Linked DNA regions of Danio rerio: regions 1 and 2 are each linked to region 3. A link is a contact called in public Hi-C and Micro-C data. All regions are on one chromosome and are shown on one strand. Each heading gives the region's core, a stretch centred on a gene start, on an enhancer-like site or on the middle of the called end of the contact. The rest is flanking DNA. Distances are from core to core; before and after follow the strand shown.

What was found. A called contact is a pair of places that touch in the nucleus more often than the background predicts.
Region 1: a contact with region 3 is called in a Hi-C map of embryo, with 4 times the contacts expected there. The contact joins the enhancer-like site here to the promoter of nedd4l in region 3. A contact is called at or near these places in 7 of 18 Hi-C or Micro-C datasets (embryo, hematopoietic stem cells, skeletal muscle and 1 more) and 1 of 4 datasets of contacts at active chromatin or transcription factors (caudal fin).
Region 2: a Micro-C map of caudal fin shows a contact between it and region 3, with 12 times the contacts expected there. The contact joins the promoter of LOC101884756 here to the promoter of nedd4l in region 3. A contact is called at or near these places in 5 of 18 Hi-C or Micro-C datasets (caudal fin, embryo, hematopoietic stem cells and 1 more) and 2 of 4 datasets of contacts at active chromatin or transcription factors (caudal fin and gastrula embryo).

What each region holds. Positions count from the first base shown.
Region 1 is chr21:12,263,648-12,266,347 of GRCz12tu, forward strand. nedd4l (NEDD4 like E3 ubiquitin protein ligase) reads right to left here. Exons shown (of 31, transcript XM_682997.8): 25 at 1,907-1,980; 26 at 1,754-1,814; 27 at 1,566-1,625. All of the region lies in intron 2 of LOC141379988 (a long non-coding RNA gene), which reads left to right. Among named protein-coding and RNA genes, the nearest start is that of mir122, 18 kb to the left of the region's middle. Within about 2 kb of position 1,399, at least 4 of the 62 cell types and tissues checked have an H3K27ac peak or open chromatin away from gene starts, as enhancers often do.
Region 2 is chr21:12,566,227-12,568,926 of GRCz12tu, forward strand. LOC101884756 reads left to right here and starts at 1,330. Exons shown (of 12, transcript XM_005173870.6): 1 at 1,330-1,612. The coding sequence starts at 1,518.
Region 3 is chr21:12,419,370-12,422,069 of GRCz12tu, forward strand. It overlaps nedd4l (NEDD4 like E3 ubiquitin protein ligase), which reads right to left and starts at 1,282. Exons shown (of 31, transcript XM_682997.8): 1 at 967-1,282. The coding sequence starts at 1,011.

The DNA of each region.
Region 1 (2,700 bases), core at 149-2,648, 160 kb before region 3:
ACACACATTAATATTAACTTTACACTCATCATCCTCTAGATCACCCTATATTCCCTACATCCATGCTGAATGTACAGTGCTCAGCATAAATGAGTACACCCCATTTTGAAAATTAATATTTGTATCCATTTTTTGGGAATATGGGTAATATATTTTGGTGCATTTAAACAAAACAGATTTATTAAACAGATATATTTATTAAAATATAATTTTAGTCACCGAACATTCATGCAAAATATTACAAAACAAAATTACAACCCACATTCCGACAAAGGTTTATATATATTTTTAGTTTCTTTTGGTTTTTGCTATTTTTTAAAATGTTATTTAATATTTTTCCCTCACATACAAATTTGAGCTACTTTTTTAACCCTTAACGTAGGTTATTTTGTTAGATTAGCTCCAGATTTGGTATTAGACTGAATAATATATATGCACAAATATAATATTGTAAATCATCTTATAGATAATATTATTTTAAATGAGAGATTTGTGGGGGGTGTACTTATAAAAGCTGAGCACTGTATATTATAATTATTTTTTTAGAAATTTTAATAATCGGTCAATAACTTAAAAGTAAATATTATATTGTCATGCATTAGGAAAGTAATGAACAGAAACTAAATAGTCTTTATGAATTTGTGTTTCTATACCTAAATTTGAGCTAGCACATTCACCCCATTCGCAGAAGTTGTAACATTCAACTATTGATGGCAAGCAAATCTAATAATAATATGAATAATAATAATAATGTGCTGTACAAATGTTATGCCCTTCTTGTGAATTTGGTTTTAAAACTACTACATAACTAAAGAGCTTACACATGCTGGCAGTCTGACCATTAAAAAAATGAAAATAAAGCCCAAAACACAAAGCCCCAATAAAAAAAAAAAAAAAAAAAAATCATTAAAAAACACAGACACACATAAACAACAGAAAAAACCTCCTGAAAAAACTAAACAAAACAGCCCACCCAAAAAAACAACTCCATAAAAACAAAATGCAAAAACAAAAAACAAAACATCTTTCCCATAAAAAACAACTACTCCCTAAAAAGTAAAAACACAAACAAATCACACAAAAATACACCCCCACCCCACCACAAAATAACCCCCAAAACAGCTAAACCAAATACAAAAAACAAACAAAAAAATCCCAAAAAAACAAACACGCAAACAAAAAGGCAGCCCTTCCCCCAATAACCAAACAAACACACGTGTCAAACACTTAAAATGTTGTATATAAATCAGGTATTCCAAAAACAGTTTCACTCTGCTGAAATCATGCAGCAAATACACTGCATTATAAATAATACAGCAGACTCTCTACTGGCTGTCAGACTGAGCCCACAGTATATGGTTTTATCTTTTATCTATTTATTATCTGCTGCAACGATGAAATTAAGTGTGATGTTCACTCCCTGTGCAAACACCAGCTCAGAGAGAAATGCATGAGTGAAGAAATGATTCATTCAACAAAACAGAGACACTTTGATAAGTGTGTTAGCTATAAAGGATTATTTTTTAAAAATAAAAACAGCAGAGTATAATGTGGGAAGCCAATACCTCCAGTTCGTTTTCATCAAAAATCTTTATTAAGTCGATGGGAATGAGTTCAGTGAAGCCCTGTTGAGCAGATATAAGACATGATCATTATATCACACTGGAATGCTGTTATTACTGTTAATCAAACTTCTGCCTCCACCTAGTGGCAACAGCTAGAACTACAGGAAACTGTTTAACTGATCACGTACTTCCAAAAAGGCGTTCATCTGTTTCTGGACCCTGTTCACAAACCTCCACTGAATCACCAGACTGTACAGAGTCACAAAAGGATATTGTTAATAAAACATAATGTATACCATTTGTAGGGTTTTGCATATGGAGCAAGAGAAACAAACACTCACTCGATGTATTCCTTCTTGTTGTCGTTGGTTACAACCATGTCTGATCCGCTTGGCTTCAAATCTACCTGATATGTCTATTAATATAAAAATGCATGGTCAAAATAAATGCATGTACTCAATAGCAGATTCTGAAATATTTAAAATGGCTTAAAACTAATAAAAAGAAACACAGTAATGGTTAAAAGTGATGTTTGAAGAGGAATTTTGCACAGTATGTTTATATGACACATACATTTGATTAAATCATTATATATACATATTTATTTTTGTTCTAAATGTAAAAAAATTATGAATATAAAATAAATAAACTAATATATTAAATATAAAGCTAAACTTGGTTAAATTAACAGACAATAAGCAAGCAAATAAAGGCAATCTACAGTTAGATTACAGTGCAGTTCATAAAATATGGGACTGGGCAATATTTAAAAAAAAACATACACAAAGTACAAATTGATCACAGTATAATCTCGACTGATCTGGGATAGACTTCAGTAACCTACAGTATTTAATACCAGATAAAAAAAAGTATTGCAGGCCCTTCAGGACAAACTATATTTATTCTCAGAGCCATTTCAGTAAAAAAAAAACAGGCATTCTTTGTTAATAGGCAAAGCAAAATTTGTAATTTTGTGTCACATTTTCACAGGTTCTGCTTTTGAGCACAGAAAGAACTCCGATAATTTCATTATATTTACATGGGTGTGTTGGTATGGCTATCAGTTTGTTTTGTATGTGTATACTGAGTATGTGTGTAAAAGCTACATTTTATTCGAGGTAATTATTTAAAATAA
Region 2 (2,700 bases), core at 80-2,579, 150 kb after region 3:
TTTTACAGATAAACATTCAAGAATGCAGATCTTCGAGCTGCTCTACTTGCGTGCAATACACTCTCAGAAATAAAGGTACACACGCTGTCACCGAGATGGTACATTTGTACCTTAAAGGTCCATGTTAATACCTCAAGGACAAGGATATATATATACCCTTAAGTAAAACATGTACCTTCTGAAAAGGCATCACCCCAGTAACAGCTCATGTACCTTTATTTTTTTAGAGTGTATGGATTCATTATAATGGACCCACAGATGATCATCCTATTTTTTTATTTAAATATTATATAAATTATAATATAATTATAGAATGTTTATGTACTAATTCACTTTATCTAATTTGTTTTATATTACAGTAATCAATTTTTGTTTTTAATTTTAATTTAAATTGTTTAATTCGTATGTGTTTTTTTTTGTATTATTTATTATTTATTTTTCAACTTATTTAAAGATTTTATTAATTATATATATATTTTTTATTTTTTTATATTTTAATTGTTTCCCAATACTGAGTTGCAGCAAAATAGGTGATAATGTGAGAGTGTATGGATGCTTCCCAGTAATGGGTTGTGACTAGAAGGGCATCTGCTGTGTAAAACATATGCTGGATAAGTTGGTGGTTCATTCTGTTGAGGCGACCCATAAAGGTACTAAGCCGAAAAGTAAATGAATTAATACATTTTAATTGTTTCCCAGTACTGGCTTGCAGCTGGAAGGGCCTCTGTTGTGTTAAACATATGCTGTATAATAAGTTGGCGGTTCATTCTGGTGTGGCACCTCCTGAAAAATAAAAGGACTAAGCCAAAAAGTAATTGAATGAATCAATTTTAATTGTTTTCCAGTATCGGGTAATTCGGGTTGCAGCTAGAAGGGCATCTGCTGAGTAAAACATAAGCTAGATAAGTTAGCGGTTCATTCCACTGTGGGGACCCCAGATGAATAAAGGGACTATGCCAAAAAAAATAAAAGAATAAATTAATTATTACAATTTAAAGCCGGAGGAAAATTAATGAATTTATATTTCCTTTGACATTATTCTCCAAATATTTTCCCCGACTCCATAGCACCTCCTTGTGGCACCTTGAAGTCCCTGAGGTTTGAAAACCACATAGATTACACTAATATAAAGACCATACATGTTTATAATAAACGCTGACCGCATCAGGAAGCGAATTCTATGGTTTATTTTTAAAACGTATCATTCATTCAAAACTGAATAATAATCAATTCAATATTCTTTTTTTAATTTCAGTTGAATGGGTGGGATTTGGTTAACCTTTGAAACAATGCCATCCGCTATATTTATTCCCTGCAGGAGTGGCTTAAGGTTTTTGTTTTTTCTCTAAGCTTCCAAAGAGTTTGCATACAATTGACAAATGCTGGCTATTTTAATCTTTCAGCGGGACATATTGTGAGATCTTCTGTATGGTACATGCTATTTTAGCCACTTTTTTCTAAAAGAATTCTAACTGGAGTTAAGAATTGGATAAAATAGCCTTTTAATAACCGACATTATGACATCAATGAGGGAAGTTAATCTGGATACATACAGTTTGTCTTTACTTACGGCAAAAGAAGATATCCTGAATCCACGCTCGTCTACAAACTGGTATGATGACTGTTTACTGTTTATTTGCTCATTTTTAAAAAAAACACAGAAAAGCATAAAACTTGACAAAAATTGTGATACATGCAAACGTAATACATTGTTTGTGTATTCTACAATAAATTTAGGAATTATTTATTTACCCTTTTTTTCTTATCATAACTTACAATGAAATAGCGCATTAAAATTAAAACATAACTTTTTATTAGACGTATAACTATATATAGTGCATGGGGATATTATAAAATTCCATATAAAGCAGCGAATACATTTAGGTTAATTTAAAATAAAAATATACTGAGTTGAAAACAATGTGCATAACATTACAATTTTTCTATTACGGTCATTATTGTTATTAATAAAACTCATGAAAAAAATTAGCAGAGGATGGTTTCGATCCATCGACCTCTGGGTTATGGGCCCAGCACGCTTCCGCTGCGCCACTCTGCTAGTCGGTTCACCAATGAGACATATTCAATTCTTCAACAACAGACAATTTTACGGCGCTGCCTTGTCATTAATAATCCATAAACGTCGACAACTACATAAAACGCTTATGGTGAAATTCATTGGAAAGAAAAATAAATAATGCTGAGCTAACGTATACAACAGAGGTGGGTCTGTTATAGCTAACGTTAACGTTTACAGTTACTTAACGTTAACTTATGTGTGCCATTCTTTGTTCGTCGACGGTGAAGGTAAGTTAACGTTAACAGTTTTTGAGACGCTAATTTACTCATCATCCTATATTTATTTAAAGGAATTATTGGTCAAATTGTGCATATTTATGTCCCATGACACGTTGTTTGTGTAATTAAACCCAATTGCCAAGCCAAAAAAAAGAGAGAAAAGATTTCAAGTATGTAAAAAATCTAATAAAAATGTATAACGCTGGTCTCAGAAAGAACTTACGCATAGTTAGCTTAACATAATGTTACACTGATAAAAAGTCCAACTAGGTTTATTTGAGATAGCCTACTGTTAACAGTTACGTGTGCCATATTCCCTGTTCGTCAGTGAAGGTAAGTGTGTCAGTTTTTAAGTCGCTAAAACTCATCATGTCATACTTATAAAAGTAATTATTGTTCAAA
Region 3 (2,700 bases), core at 32-2,531:
AACAATTTGCAGCCTTGAACCATATCACCATTAGCATTGAAAACTACAAGATAGATCCAGTGTGCCAGCTAAAATAAACAGCAATTCCTTAATATTTTTAAAAGGCACCAACATAGATCCAAATGATTCACAAACACCTGCTTCCTAAGGCCACTCTCAAGACAGCTGACCTGAATTTTCAGGGGTTACACCAGGGCTCTTAATGTTATGATAAACAACATGGGTTTTGTGGTTTCTTCAGTACGTAATCTGCTGTAATATCACAAGAAACACTGCAACGCTGGTTTCACCTGGTCACTAGACATAAATCATGATAATGCATTCTTATTTGGCTTATTCGAGGTAATTATAAAACTATAAATGTGCTTTAAATACATTACCTTTCCTAAGGGAGAAACAAACACATCTAAAAATCCGTCAATTGGAGTGTCATGGTCAATAATTAAAGAAAATAACATAACAAACAAAACATTTCAATTACAATACAGCACAAAGTTTAGTGTGCCATCATAAAAATCAGCACATTACCAGACTGTAACTTGTATTAAAAGGGATTTGATAACAGTTTAACTGGATAGAACACTTGATTTTACATTGAATGTTATGTAAATGTGTGAAGCAAAAGTCTGTGTTGACTTCGAAAACTTGCTAACTTTGATATGTATACTTGAATAATTCAATTATTATATTATGCTTAATGAAACTGACAGTTCTTGATTACCTAACACTGGAATTTAGGGAAATGTGGGAATAACAAAACTGATGAGCTTGATACAATTACTAACCTCTTATTTGTAATATTTATAACAATGAAATTACATTAGGCTTTATAAAATGTATCCCTCTCATCTGTCATACTGGAACACACAACATGGGTTATGAAAAAATGATAAACATACAGTATTAATATGGTGGAAGACATGTCTGTGTCTTAAAGGTGGTGTGGTTTGAAAAAACAGTACTTACTTCATCCTCTGAAAGTCCATAAATGGGTTCAAAATTCGTAGCCATAAAGCCAAAAGGCAATTTAACACACACATACACAAAAACACACACACACTAGTGTGAAAGCTGGAACAATAGCAAAGTGTGTCCTCCTCCACCTCCAAGTTAATCCAAAGCAACGAAGTCTGACTCCAAAAACGGTTATCCTTTTAAACCATATCGTGCCTAAAGATGTACGTCCGCCAGTTTAATCTCATTTAACGGCGGAATTTAGGTGGATACACGCTTAATTTCCCCCAACAATATGATTTCCCCTCGTCAAGTGCAAACGCGAATCATTCACTTCCTCTCAGGATCCGAAACACTCCCAGCTGAAATGATTGACAACATATTACGCCAATCACAAGCTTTTCCGAAACTCAAGAAGGATGGAATAACCAATTAGCGTCGACGGTAGGCGGGGCTATGTTGTTACACTTTTGTGGAGTAATCAGGGATGGGTAGTTTCCTACATCTCAATATAGGACTGATATGAGATTGGCATTGAACTATGTCGTATGTTGATAAGTGGAGCTGAGTGTGTGTATTATGTAAGTATATGATTTATTGTTGCTTAAGTAATATAAAGATCCATTGATAATCTTCTTGAATCTTAAAGCCGTTTAAGTGGACTCATATTAGCAGTGTTCTTGCACCCTCTAGAGTTAAAAAGCGACACTGTCAAAACATGATCATTTATTTATGATTAACATCCAAAACTGGGCAAAGTCCAATCGCTATGTATCATGAGTCATTGTACATGTGAAATAGCCTACAGGAACGGAACTAAAAGATGTTTTCTGCTGGTTTATAGGCTACTGGTCTTTTGTTGCTCGTGACTTTAAGTGATGCCTAACAGACTAAACTGAACTTGAGGATCAAACTAAGACATTTTGAGGTAAAAGTTTGTGAAAGAAGGCCTTTTTGGGGGTCAGACAGTCTAACAAATTTTGCCCAAAGGCAAAACATAAATGTTCGTTCAAGTTGCCTAATATAAAGTGATATAGAAAATCCATTCATTCATTCATTTTCTTTTTGGCTTGGTAATCAGAGCTCGCCACAGTGGAATGAACCACCAACTTATGCAGCACATAGTTAACGCAGCGGATGGCCTTCCAGCTGCAACACAACACTGGGAAACCATAAACATAAAATGGCATGCCTTTATTTGAATAATTAAGAAAAATCCAGGTGTATAATAATAATAATGATAATAATAATAATAATAATAATAATAATAATAATAATAATAATAACGATAATAATAATAATAATAATAATAATTATTATTATTATTATTATTATTATTATTATTATTATTATTATTTATTTATTTATTTATTTATTTATTTATTTATTTATTTATTTATTTATTTATTTATTATTATAAAAATTATAATAAGCGGTTCATTCTGGTCTGGCAACCCCTGATTAACAAAGGGACTACGCCAAAAAGAAAATGAATGAATGAATAATAATAACAATTATTGTTATAATTGTAATAATCATAAAAGGTGATTTATTCCGCTGGGGCGACCCCTGATTATTAAAGGAACTAAGCCTAACATAAAATGAATAAATAATTAAAAACTATTATTAGTATTATTATTTTAAATTTTTAAATTTTTATTATTATTATTATTATGAATGTTGCTGCTGTTGTGTGGGAAAAGAGCTTTTATAAAACTATTTAGAATATCGATTGTTTATAATTAT